2 separate regions of the Oryctolagus cuniculus genome follow, and region 2 is linked to region 1. The links are chromatin contacts, called in public Hi-C maps. All regions are on one chromosome and are shown on one strand. The core of a region is the stretch at or near the end of the contact, and the rest is flanking DNA. Distances in the headings are between cores, read along the strand shown. Region 1 holds the start of SGMS1 (sphingomyelin synthase 1). Region 2 overlaps SGMS1 (sphingomyelin synthase 1).

Region 1 (6,946 bases), core at 3,631-6,130:
TGGGAGTTGTTGAAAATGAGGCCTCCACACAGATTCATTATTTTGAGTACTACTATGTTTGCCATAGTATCTGTATTTGAAGGAAGCTGATTGCTAAATACAACAGTAAACAGAATACTTTGAACGAGACCTCCTGTTTTTATGTTTACCTCTAATTAGCTATAAAACATTTTATAGACATATATTTATATTAAAGACCTAATTATTTCTCATGATGCCCATGAGAAGCAAAGATGGTTAGGTCATATTATTTCCATTTTAAGAGGCAATAATTAAACCTTGCCTGGAGTTACACATTGAGTGAATTCCAAGTCTTGACTGTGGTGCCATGTCTTCCAGCCAGCACAGTGTCCTGCTCACAGTATTGATTCAGACCCTGGTTAGTGTCCACTCATAAATGTCTAATTTTAAAAACTTTGAAAATGTACATGGCAGATTATAAAGAGTGGTTGCTAATTAGAAAAGGGTAACACAGCAAGGACATTTCCATGCTTAGTGGTTTATTTACCCTTTTTAAATAGCACAGAAAAGTATAAAGTAAAAAACAATTTAAGTTAAATAAACATTTTTAAAATTTTCTTTAAAGATTTATTTGAAAGGCAGAATTAGAGAGAGAGGGAGAGAGAGAATCTTCCATCTGCTGATTAACTCCCAAACTGGCCACAACAGCCAAGGCTGGGCCAGGCTGAAGGCAAGAGGCAGAAGTTTCATCTATGTCTCCCAATTGGGTGCAGGAGCCCAAGCACTTAGGCCATCTTACACTGATTTCCCAGGCACAACAGTAGGAAGATAGATAAGAAGTGGAGCAGTTGGGAATTGAATTGGCACTCATATGGGATGCCAGCAATGAAGGTGGTGGCTTAACCTGTTATGCTACATCACTGGCCTGTAAATAACAATTTGCTATGAAGTATTTGGTGCCAAGTTCTGAACTAGATACACTGAAAGGATGAAGACAAATATATGAGGGAATATCAAAAAGTTCATGGAAAACATATTATGAAATGTAGGCATGAATTTCAAAAATTTTTGGTACCAAAAATAAACATCTTTTAAAAATATTTACTTATTTATTTGAGAGGCAGAGAGAAAAAAAGGTGGTCAGAGAGCTCCCATCTGCTGGTTCACTCTTCAAATGCCCACAATGGCTCTGGCCAAAGCCAGGAGGCAAGAACTGCATCCAGGTGTCCCACACGAGTAGCAGGAACTCAATTACTTGAGCCATCACTGCTGCTTCCAGGGTCAGCATTAGCAGGAAGCTGGAGTAAAGAACTGGAGGTAGAAGTTGAACTCAGGCACTCTGCTGTTGGACAAGGACATCCCAACCAGCATCTTAACCAGTAGGCCAAACCCCTGCCACATGAACATCTTTTAAAAAGTTTATTCTTTTCTTGAGAAACAGTTTCTATTTGGTGGTTCACTCCTCAGATATCCCCAACTGCTGGGGCTGGGCCATGGTGAAGCTGGGAGCCAGGAATTCAATACAGGTCTTGCAATGTGGGTGGCAGGGACCCAAGTACTTGAGCGATCACTTGCTGCCTCTCAGGGTGCTTATTAGCAAGAAGCTGAAATCTGGAGCAGAGCTAAGACTCAGATACAGGCCCTCAGATGTAGGAAGAAGTATACCAAGTGACATCTGAACTGCTAGGCCAAACTCTCATCCCAAACTTACCTTTAAATTCATTGTTTTCACCAACTTCTGGAAGCCCTCTCATATATCCTTATTATGGCCATTTAATACATAGTTGGAAAGTTAAAACTTATCTGCAAGAACTATAGGGAACTATAAAAGCATGAACAAATGCCAAAATGTGTAGTCTTTTGTGTCCTGGAAAGGAGACATTTTTTATGAAAAAGGTACAATTGGTGATGGGCCTTGAAATATTGGAAAGATTGGTTCAAGTGGACAGTGGGCATTGGGGAAACAGGATTGAAGTAGACAGATGGGCTAATGAGTATGAGTAGGGTCCTTTCTGCTACTTTCTGGAAGAGACAGACTTAGGAGTTCTCAAGCCATCTTTTCCTACTATGTGAACTGAGGGCAGGGAAAGCTAGACTGCAGGCAGACAGGATAAACAGATGTTTGGAAGAGACGCGGACTTTCTGGTCTCCTGTCCATACTCCAATTCCTGCTTCTTTTCTCTTCCTAGGCTTCAGCTGCATCCCTAGTGGACTTCAGTGTCTTCAAATAAGTTCCTGTTTTTTGTTGACCAATAGGAGAAGGCAGTTAGTGAAGCCAGAAATCCTGGTGAGGGACACAGGAATGAACACAGAAAAACTGACTAGTATCAGATGTAAGCCTCAGGGCAAATACTTGGAAACAAGTCGTGTCCAGCTGGCTTTCCTGTTCAGCCTTGGTTTGGAAGTCAGGTTGTGGGTTGGCCAGCTGAGTTTAAAGGGTAAGGGGGTGGGGAGGTGAGATCTCATAAGGTCTTGCTTCTGCTACTCGGGCTATGTGCCTCTGGATTCTTCTGAGACACATTATACAGAGAAGCCTCCTGGCTCCCTGAGCACTGTTTGAACTTGGACTACGGTTTGGTGAATGATGGTTGCGGCTGAAAGAGCAACTGGATGAAACAGCTACATTTAAAACCAGGTAGATTGCCTTCTAAAGGCAGAGGAGTCATTCATTTGTAACCAGACCACCTACCTCAGTATAGCTATTTTAGCCCAGTATTTGCTGTTAGCATTATTTTTAACATGATATTTTAATGACAGATTGCAACTTGGAGGTGATTCATTTTTATTTTTCTTCTTCGTTGTCTTGACAGCAGTTCATATTATGTACCTGAGAATTCTAGTATTTCATAATCAAACAAAAATGATGGTTATTACAATTTTGGTAAGAGATGCACTGGTAAAATTCTTTAGGGTTTGGTGAACTGCAGAATTATCTTTGTTAAAGTTTATTGTTTGGTTGGTTACAATAATAGTGATTAAGAACCCTAAGTAATTAATTTCAAGGACAGCCAACTCTGAAGTGTCTCCTTTAATAGCTTCCTCAGAATTTACTTTTTACTGCTTTTGTGATTTCTCTTCGGATTCTTCCCATTCCACTGTTTACTTATGGCTTTTTTTTCTGAATTATTTTATGAAATTGGCATTAATGGAAATACTCCTATGTTCTGTTCTTTCCCATGTATTCATTCTAAAATCACTCATAGAAAAGCTTTTTACTTTTCAAGCATTTCAGACATACAGAAGACTAGAAAGTGAGCACCCTGGCCACACTACTTATATCCAACTTCTTGATATTTTGCAAAACTGATTTCATCTTTACATTTTGGTGGTGGTATGGATACATTGGAATTAAGATTCCAGGGGCCAGTGCTCTGGTGCAGTGGGTTAAGCCTCTGCCTACAGTGCTGGCATTCCATTTGGGTCCTGGCTGCTTCACTTCTGATCTAGCTCCCTGTTAATAAGCCTGGGAAAGCAGCAGAGGATGGCCCAATTCCTTGGGCCCCTGCACCCAAGTGGGAGACCCAGAGTAAGCTCCTGGTTCCTGGCTTCCCCCTGGCCCAGCCTAGTTTGTTGTGGATATTTGGGAAGTAAACCAGCCAGATGGAAGACCTCTCTCTCTGTTTCTCCTTCTTCTCTCTAACTCTGCCTTTCTTTCTTTCTTCTTCTTCTCCTTCTTTTTTTTTTTTTTTTTTTTTTTTTTTTTTTTTTTTTTGACAGAGTTAGACAGTGAGAGAGAGACACAGAGAGAAAGGTCTTCCGTTGGTTCACTCCCCTAATGGCCGCTACCGGCGGCACCTGCGCTGATCCGATCCGAAGCCCAGAGTCAGGTGCTTCCTCCTGGTCTCCCAGGCGGGTGCAGGGCCCAAGCACTTGGGCCATCCTCCACTGCCCTCCCGGGCCACAGCAGAGAGCTGGACTGGAAGAGGAGCAACCAGGACAGAATCTGGCGCCCCAACCGGGACAAGAACCCGGTGTGCTGGCGCCGCAGGCGGAGGATTAGCCTAGTGAGCCGCGGCGCCAGCCTAACTCTGCCTTTCAAGTAAATAAATCTTAAAAAAAAAAAAATTTCCTTAAATCTACACCAGATGTCCACTTAAGCCTGATTTTTCAGAAAGTCCATGGCTTACAGAACATTCTGCCTAAGTAACACTGGAGAGAAACCAGTCAGCAGTTTTCTGGGACTCCCCTAGTTAGAGAACTTTACCTCTCAAGAAATCAAGCCTGCCTTTGACCCCTGCGGGGCACAGTAGACTCACTAGGTTTACTGCAGTTCAGAGCCTTGCCCTCAGCGGACACTCCCAACATGTGGCTGAACTGAATTTCCGCTGTTATTTTAAAGCCCTAGCGTGTGGCAAATGCAATCCATAGCAATCTCACTGAGAAAAGTTACATAGTGTAGGGGTGAGGAAGCTGGAGTGGAGGGTACGATTAAAAACACCCCCCCAAAAAAAAACCCACAAAAAACAAAAATACACCCGCACCAGGACAGTTTGAGTTCCTCCCTTTTCGCTGTGCTTTGGGGGCAAACTACATAAAATTTCAATACAGTCCTTTAGAAAACGGGCCCTGTAAGGCTGAAAGAAGTAAAGCGTCCATCAGAACCACCTGGAAGGTTTGTTCCTCAGATGGCAGGCCCCACCCGTAGTTTCTGATTCCATCCGTGATGATGATGCGGCGGCCGGTCCCGAGGTAATGGGGACCCGAGTGACTCCTGGCAGGAGCGCAATCCATGTCCACTGTGAACATCTCGGCCCAGCAGCCCCCAGGGCCGTGCAGTCCCGCGTCACAGGGCAGAGCCTGCCTCGGGTCAGGCGTCGCTGCCCACACTTCACACCTCCGCTGGGGGGACTCGGTTAGACCGGGGACACCCGCCGGAGCAGCGGTAGGTTGCCGTCTTACGGAAGGGCACCCTAGGGACAAGCAAGGGCCAGCCGCCCGCCGCCGGAGTTGTGCTCGCTCTCTTTAGCGGACGTTCTGCTTCCAACCCTGGTGAGTCTGTCCCAGTCCGCTGCGGCGATTCCGGCACCTCAGGGCGAGGCGGGGGCAGGAGCCTGCGGGGATGGCGCGGCAGGGTGAAGTACGCCGCGTTCCCGTTCGGTCCGCTCCGGGCTCCGTCCCGATCGCCCGCGGCACCACAGCCGCGCGGAAGATGGCTGCCCCGAGCGCGGCGGACAGTCACGTGTCACGGCGACACCGCCGCACGCCCCCTCCCCCGCTAGCGGAGCCCGACCCCGAGTCAGGCTCAGCCTCCGGCGGCCTCTCGGTAGCGGAAGTGTTGCGCGGGCCGGCCAGGGAGGGCGCCGCGGCCAAGGGCCAGTCTGCCCGCCGCAGGCCCCCACCCCGGGTGCGGGGATTCCGCTCAAGGAACCGAGGGAGACCTTCCTTCGGGCGACCCCGCACCAGGTCTGGCTACTGGGCATGCGCACTGCTCTCGCGTGGGTCGCCGCTCTCCGGGTTTTCTCTGCAGCTCTAAGGGGTAGGAGGTGGAGCCCAGATCGGGTTGGGAGGCCCCGGGCCCGCCCCACGCCTCATCAGCTGGAGTCGGATTTTCTTGGGCCTGAGGCGCTGAAGCGCTGTTATTTTGGGGGCGGGGAGAAGAGGCGAGTCTATGGAGGGTTGAAGACGGCCCGAAGGGCTTGACTAAGGTCCGCCCTTGCTTAATGAGTGATCAATCGGGACCTAACCGCGGGCCGCACAGCCCTCGGGACGGTGGGCTCTAGAATCCAGGAGTACTTGGCAAAGTCATGCCCCGAGGGTTGAGTCTGCGAATCCTGCTCTGTGGCCCGCCCCGGCTGCCGCGCTCGCCGGCTGCCGCTGTCGGCAAAACCCGGCTCCGGTCGGGCCTCACTGAGCGGCCCCCTAGGAACGTGCACTTCGCTCACTGTTGAGGAAAGCGTCAGTCTCCCCAGTTTTCCGCTCCTTAAAAGTACAGTGAAAGGGGTTCAAAGGCCGGTCACTCCACGGCGTGTAGCCCCGTCCGCGTCCCGCTCGGTCCCAGGAAGAGCCCCCAGTGGTCCCCCGCGGACCCCGCCCGGCCAGCCCGGCCCGCCCCCCTCCCCGGCCGCCGCGAACACCCGGAGGAGCGGACTCTCGTCGCGCGGGAAGCCGGGCCGGCTCGGCCGCGGACTGGGCATGCTCCGCAGCCCGGGAGGCTCGCGGTGGCAAGTCGGCAGCGTTCGCACCAGCGAGCCGGGCAGCGGCGGCAGGCAGGAGGCGAACAGGAAGGGCCGGCCCTGGCAGACGGCTCTCGCCCTGCGCCCCACGAGCCGGCCAGAGAACGCGACTGGGGTGCGAAGCCCCGACGCTGCTCTGCCCCGGATTTCATTCCGCGGCTGGGGGCTCGGAGAGCGGAATTCCGGCGGCTGCCGCGACTCCCCATGCAAGTGAGTCGTGGGGCTGGGGGCGAAGGCTGGCCTCGGGGTCGCGGAAGATGCCCATCGGACATCGGTCTAGCGGGCTTGGCCTGTGGCGAGGGAGCTGTGGGCTGGCGGGCAGCCCTGGGGGCGAGGGGGCGTGAGCGCAGCTCGCGCCGTGCCGCGCGCATACCTGGCGGGCGCTCCCCCGGCTCTGCCGCTGGCGGGGGTGGGCGCGGGGGGCGGGCCAGCGGCCGAGACAGGGGCTGTGAGGGGGCGGGCCGCCGGCGGGACTCCCTGGCCGAGTCGCGACGGGGAGGAAGGCGGGGGCGTCCGTGGGCACCTTTCAGAGGTGCTGCGTGCGGGCTGGAAGGCTGCCTGGAGTCAGATTGGGGCGAGCGGACCCCTGGGGCAGCCTGAGAAGCCAGCAGAGGGGCGGCTTCGGGCCGGGGGCCGCAAGGGTCTGGAGACCCGGAGGGGCTGAGTCCACATCGCGGCCCCACCCCCACGGCCCAGGCGGCAGCTTGACAGTTGGTACCGCGGGGTGCAGATCGCGGCTGGCCAGGCGCGCACGGTCTCGGCTCCCCCTGTCGCGGCCCCTCGGTGCCCCGCGACGACAGGACAGGTGGGAC
Region 2 (6,232 bases), core at 2,749-5,248, 71 kb after region 1:
CTTTTGGTTTTCATGGAGATGCAGATTTGTAAGTAACTGATTAAAAACTTTGAACAGCACCCATGCCATGTGGGTCAGATACAACCTGTCTGTGACTTGGTGTTTGGCTTATTGTTGACTTACTGTCTTGGCATTTGGGTCACTGTTTGGAGCCTTTAGCTTTTGTATTGCTGGAATGTATTATATGTGATGAACCTAGAGGCTCACAAAATGATTTCTTAGACATTTAAAAATGGATAATTTTAAATGTCAGTTACAGAATTTCCAGTAGACTTGAACTTTCTCCATTTGTTATGAGATTAGCTATAAATGCATACCTATGGTGCCTTGAACACAGTAGGACTTAAATACAGATTTGTTTAACTGGATTGAATGCTGAAGAGTTTAAAAACTCATAGCCTTACAATGTAGAAGAATCAGAGAAATGTGAAAACAGAAGAAGCTGTCAAAAGAGAAAAGCAAAGAAAATCAATATGTTTTCTGGACATAACATCCACTGCTGTGTCAAGCAAATAGAGAGTCTGTTTCAGAAACAAAAGACCAACAGCAAAGTTAAGGTGGGAAAACAGTGGCTTGTGCAGACTCATTGAAAGCCACTTCTGTAGTATGTATCTTTGCTCAGTCTCGTTTTCTAAACTGTCACTTCTCCAGCTTGACTTCTTTTGATGTTTTATTTTTGTCATCCTCTTGTACTTAGGGAAGCCAAAGGTTGTCAAAATTTTCACACCCTTGTCTGTATGTTTTTGGGTGCACATAACAACTTGAAGCAGAAAAAAACATTTGTTGGAAGAACACTCCACATTTACTGAAGGAGTATTAAGTAGCCAGAACCATGACTTAAGATGAACCACTGGAACAGCAAGCCCCTGCTCTGCATGGACACCCTGGGGACGATGACCCTGTGGGCACCTCCCCATCGTTAAGCAGCGGCATCCTCTGTCATGCTGTGCTGCTTGCTCCAGTCCAGAATCCTGGGAGGAGCATCTGATGATCATGGGGAAATGCTGGGTGCCAGGCATGGAGAAAGCGATGGCTTGCTTGGTATCTCTGATGGACTGGGGCCCTGTCTCTTAGACTCACCCCCAACAGGGAGACACCATTGTATTAACATTCAAGTTGCTCCCAGGGGAGAAGAATGGAGGGCTCTGAAGCCGACTAGAGGCAGAAGAAGTTGGAGGCCATGTCACTCCTAGGGCTTGTGGTAGAGGGTCCCAGGTTACATTACTTGCCCAGGACCCTTGATGGTAGATTTTGGGTTTTAACTCATTTATACCCAACTTTTTTTTTTTTTTTTTTTTGACAGACATAATTAGACAGTGAGAGACAGAGACAGATAGAAAGATCTTCCTTCCATTGGTTCACCCCCCCCAAATGGCTGCTACGGCCGGAGCTACACCAACCTGAAGCCAGGAGCCAGGCACTTCCTTCTGGTCTCCCATGCGGGTGCAGGGCCCAAGTGCTTCGACCATCCTCCACTGCCTTTCTGGGCCACAGCAGAGAGCTGGACTGGAAGAAGAGCAACCGGGACTAGAACTCGGCGCCCACATGGGATGCCGGCGCTGCAGGTGGAGGATTAACCAAGTGAACCCTGCGCCGACCCCTATACCCAACTTTCAAGGCCGTGGTCTTAACTAGTTCATATCCCAGGTGTAACATGAACATGTTTGATGTGACATGAAGGGCAGCATTTTCAATTTTCAAGTCCTGGGGGTGCTGCTTAGTTTTCATTCTGAGCAGATGTAGTAGTCAGTGCCACACTGATGATGTCGTCTTCAGCTTTGCAGCAGTGAGAAATTGCTCGATGTCAGTGAGTGGTTTGGCACAGAGGGTTTGTATAAGTATCTTCTTATGCTTAGTTCTTCAAAGTGGTTTTGGTCATGTGTCTGCTGGGTGCCAGCCATTGTGTACTAAAACTTGGGTGCTGAATTGAGGAAGATGATTGCAGTCCCTTTCTTACTTGCTGTAGAGAGAAGAAAAGGGTAAGCAACATTGGATACATGTCTTGTTTTATTGATTAAAAAAATAAACAGAAGGAATGCTTTGGAAGGTTAAATAGATGTTTAAAGTCATAGAATGGCAGAGGGTAAGAAGAGGGCAGACAGTGGAATTACTTTAAAAAGCCTGCAGAATGAGCTTTTCCCTCTTGCCCTTTGTGATCTTTGTGCCTCTCCCCCTTCCTTGGATGGCTATAGCGTTTGTCTCTTTCCTGACACCCACTGTCCCCATCCTGTGTTATGAGTAATGTGCCCATTTGTGGAAGGCTTAGCACATGCTCTTTCCTGCTTTTCCTCAATGAACATTTTTTTTTTTAAAGATTCATTTATTTATTTCAATTACAGAGTTACAGAGAGAAAGAGAGAGGGGGAGAGAGAGAGAGAGAAAGATCTTGCATCTGCTAGTTCTCTCCCCAGAGGGCAGCAATGGCCAGGGCTGAGCAGGCCAAAGCTCCTGGCTCCTCACTTCATCTGGATCTCCCACATAGGTAGCAGGGGCCAAAGCACTTGTGCCATCTTCTACTGTATTTCCCAGGCCATCAGAAGCAGAGCAGCCGGGGCATGAACTGGCACCCATATGGTATGCTGGTACCACAGGGGTCGGCTTTACCTGCTATGCCACAATGTTGGTCCCTCCTCATTGAGCTTTCAACTTTTTTGTTGTTTAACCTTTCAAAGCTTTCTCCCTGCCAGTTTTTGCACTGGGTAAAACACTGTTTTATTGGCCTGCATTAACTGGATGATTCTCATATGTTCTCTATTGCTTATAGAGTATCACATTGGCTACCCTACCACATTTGAGTTGTAGAATTGGGAGAACCCTCTAAACAAACAACTCTGCTACTGGTGTGTGCCTGCCAGTGGGAACATGGCTGAGTTCTGATTGCGGCATGTGCTTGTGGTCTTGGCCCCGTGGCCATGAGGGATGTGTGGTCTTCAGGGGAAAGGAAAGATTGCTGAGCTTGCAGTAGTGTCACAATGCAGATACTTTTTTTTTTTTTTTTAAGATTTTATTTTATTTATTTGAAAGACAGAGTTATGGAGAGAGAGACAGACAGAAAGAGGCCGGCTTTCCATCTGCTGGTTCACTCCCCAGATGGCTACAACGGCTGGAGCTGCACCGATCTGAAGCCAGGAGCTTCTTTTGGGTCTCCCACATGGGTGTAGGGGCCCAATGACTTGTGCCATCTTCTGCCGCTTTCCCAGGCCACAGCAGAGAGCTGAATCAGAAGAGGAGCAGCTGGGACTAGAACTGGCGCCCATAAGGGATGCTGGCGCTTCAGGCCAGGGCTTTACCCTGCTGCACCACAGTGCCAGCCCCCTGCAGATGCTTTTTTAAAATGTTGTGTACTTTCATTAAAAGTACATAAAACAAAAATTCATGACCACAAAAGGGAACACAAGTCACACTGAGAACAGGAAACAAATGTTTGTTTCTTTATTAAAAATATTTTTTTTGAAAGAGATGGGGAGGTCAGTCTTCATTTGCTTGTTCACTTCCAAAATGTCTGTGGTAGCCAGGACTGGGCCAGGCTGAAGCCAGGAGCCTGGAACTGAATCCAGGTCTCCCACATGGGTGGTAGGGACCCAAGTGCTTGAGCCATTTCCTGCTGCTGGTGCACGTTAGCAGGAAACTGGAGTCAGAAGCGGAACCAGTCCTAGAACCCAGGTACTCCAATATGGAAAGCAAGCATGGCAAGTGACATCTTGACTACTGCACTGCTTGCCCCAAGAAGGACTTGCAGGTCTAGGAGCACACCCATCAACATCATGACCCTTTCCCTTCTCTCCAAAGTAACTACTGCTTGCTCTGACCAGTCACTTCCCTGCAGCATGTGCTTTCTGTCTCTCACTGTGCTAGATCCCTTCTCCCTGGCTGACTGTCTAACAGTATCCTATCCATGACCTCAGGAAAGCCAGTGGACTCTCTCATGTAGTTTCCCAAGTTGTTGTAGTGGTGAAAGTTCACGCTAATGTGACTGGTCCAGGAGTGTGGGAAGTAAGGGTGTTGCATTCAACACTTTAACATCAGGTTGGACGATGTATTATTTTGTCTGGCCTTATGTCTGATGTCTTTTAGCCCTGGTTGGTGCCTGCTTTTCTTTCAGGGTGAGCCACTGGGTCTCCTGGAGTCCTTTACCAAGCAGGATCTGACGTAAAGGCTGGTCTGGGAGCCCTGAGAGCTGGCATCCAAGCTGCCTCTGGCACTTGGAGATGGATTGTCTGTTACTTTCATTCCGAAGCATGCATGAGTGTAATCAGAAACCCTGGGTCTGGATTCCTGTAACTGAAACCCCTGTCACTATGGGACTGATCGCACAGGAAATGGATTCCATAAAAAGGGTTTCTTACGTCAGAGGGTTTACCATGGCTTTCAGTATCATAGTGTTTGGAGGAGTTTGTTTTAACTGTGGTGTAATACCTTCCCTTAATAGAAGCAGCAACCTGTCAGCATTGTTTTATGTCAGTAGCCACAAGACAGCTTGCCCTGTGTGTGCAGAGTGCTTCCTGTAGGCACGGTCTGGGAGTGTGCTGTGTCCTCCTCCCATCTGCTTAGAGAATGATGGGTTCTGAAGTGGTGATAATCAGGGACTGCCATGAGCCCTGATGACCCACCTTGTGCTGCCATGTGTTTGAGAAGGCCTGGAATGCTTAACAGGAAGCCAGCACTTGGTGAGCTACTTACTAGTTCAAGAGTGAAACCACTGCTTTCATTCTTTCAGGGTGGGTAATTGACGCTGAGAATGAGTTGCTGAAGCTACTAGGAGCTTTGAGGGTTTCCTTTTTAGAAGAAGAGCTTGAGCTCACTAGCAAGGGCTAATCCTGTTGCCAGTTGAGGACAAGGAGGTCTCTTGAAATCACCAGCAGGTGCACAGGGAAAGAGGGACACAGAATACCTTCCCTTTCCTAAAGGTTGTGGAGACAGTATTTAGGCTGGGATTTTTATTTTTTTATTTTTATTTATTTTTTTAAAGATTTATTTATTTATTCGCAAGTCAGAGTTACACAGAGAGAAGAGAGAGGGAGAGGGAGAGAGAGGTCTTCCATCCACTGGTTCACTCCCCAGATGTCCGCAACAGTCTGAGCTGCGCCGATCTGAAGCCAGGAGCCAGGAGCTTCTTCCGGGTCTCCCACATGGGTGCAAGTGCCCAAGGACTTGGGCCATCTTCTGCTATCCTAGGCCATAGCAGAGAGTTGGATTGGAAGAGGAACAGCCGGGACTCGAACTGGCACCCATATGGGATGCTGGTGCTTCAGGCCAGGGTGTTAACCCGCTGCGCCACAGCACCGGCCCTTAGGCTGGGATTTTAAAAAAAATTTTTTTTTTTTTGTTTTGAAAGTGTTATGGAGAGTGAAGGAGAGATAGAGATCTTTCATACTGGCTGGGCCAAGCTGAAGCTAGGAGCTTCATCTGGGTCTCTCATGTGGCTGGCAGGGGCCCAGACACTTGGGCCATCTTCCGCTGCTTTTCCCAGGCCATTAACATGGAGCTAGATCAGAAGTGGACCAGCTGGGACAGGAACTGATGCCTTTATGGGAGGCCAACATTACAGGCAGTAACTTTACCTGCTATGCCATAATGCCAGTCCCTGGGCTGGGATTTAAGGGAAATATAACTTAGTTCTTGTAGTATCTATCACAGTGTTGCAAATTGTGGTCCACAAAACATCTGTGCCAGTCAGGGAGGCACTGGGAAAGATTTTGGTGGTGTATGTGTATGTATGTGTATATGTGTGTTTGTGTGTATGTGTGTGTTTAAATGTACATCCTCAACAGGTTTGTTACCAATGTAGATTACTGGTGGCTGGCGCTATGGTGTGGCATGTTAACCTTTGCCTGCAGCACTGGCATCCCATATGGGTGTCAATTCGAGTCCCAGCTGTTCCACTTTTGATCCAGCTCCCTATTAATGAGCCTGGGAAAGCAGCAGAAGATGGCCCAAGTCCTTGGGCCCTTGCATACATGAAGGAGACCCAGAAGAAGCTTCCTGGCTCCTGGCTTCTGATCATCCCAGCTCCAGCCATTGTGGTCATTTAGGGAGTGAACCAGTGGATGGAAGACACCCTCACCCCCTGCCACCGCCAACTTTGACTTTCAAATAAATAAAAATAAATCCTAAAAAAATGTAGATTCCTGAGCCCCAGACCACACTCACAAAACCATGATCTATATAGGTGTAGAGGACAGGAATCTGCATTTTAATGAGATAACTCGGGTTTTGTCCATAGCGGAGTCCT

The links. A called contact is a pair of places that touch in the nucleus more often than the background predicts.
Region 2: a Hi-C map of liver shows a contact between it and region 1, with 7 times the contacts expected there. The contact joins the enhancer-like site here to the promoter of SGMS1 in region 1. A contact is called at or near these places in 4 of 6 Hi-C or Micro-C datasets (ear pinna, liver, psoas muscle and 1 more).

What each region holds. Positions count from the first base shown.
Region 1 is chr15:43,269,147-43,276,092 of mOryCun1.1, forward strand. It overlaps SGMS1 (sphingomyelin synthase 1), which reads left to right and starts at 4,881. Exons shown (of 11, transcript XM_051823915.2): 1 at 4,881-4,950.
Region 2 is chr15:43,341,058-43,347,289 of mOryCun1.1, forward strand. All of the region lies in intron 2 of SGMS1 (sphingomyelin synthase 1), which reads left to right. Among named protein-coding and RNA genes, the nearest start is that of SGMS1, 70 kb to the left of the region's middle. Within about 2 kb of position 3,999, at least 2 of the 8 cell types and tissues checked have an H3K27ac peak or open chromatin away from gene starts, as enhancers often do.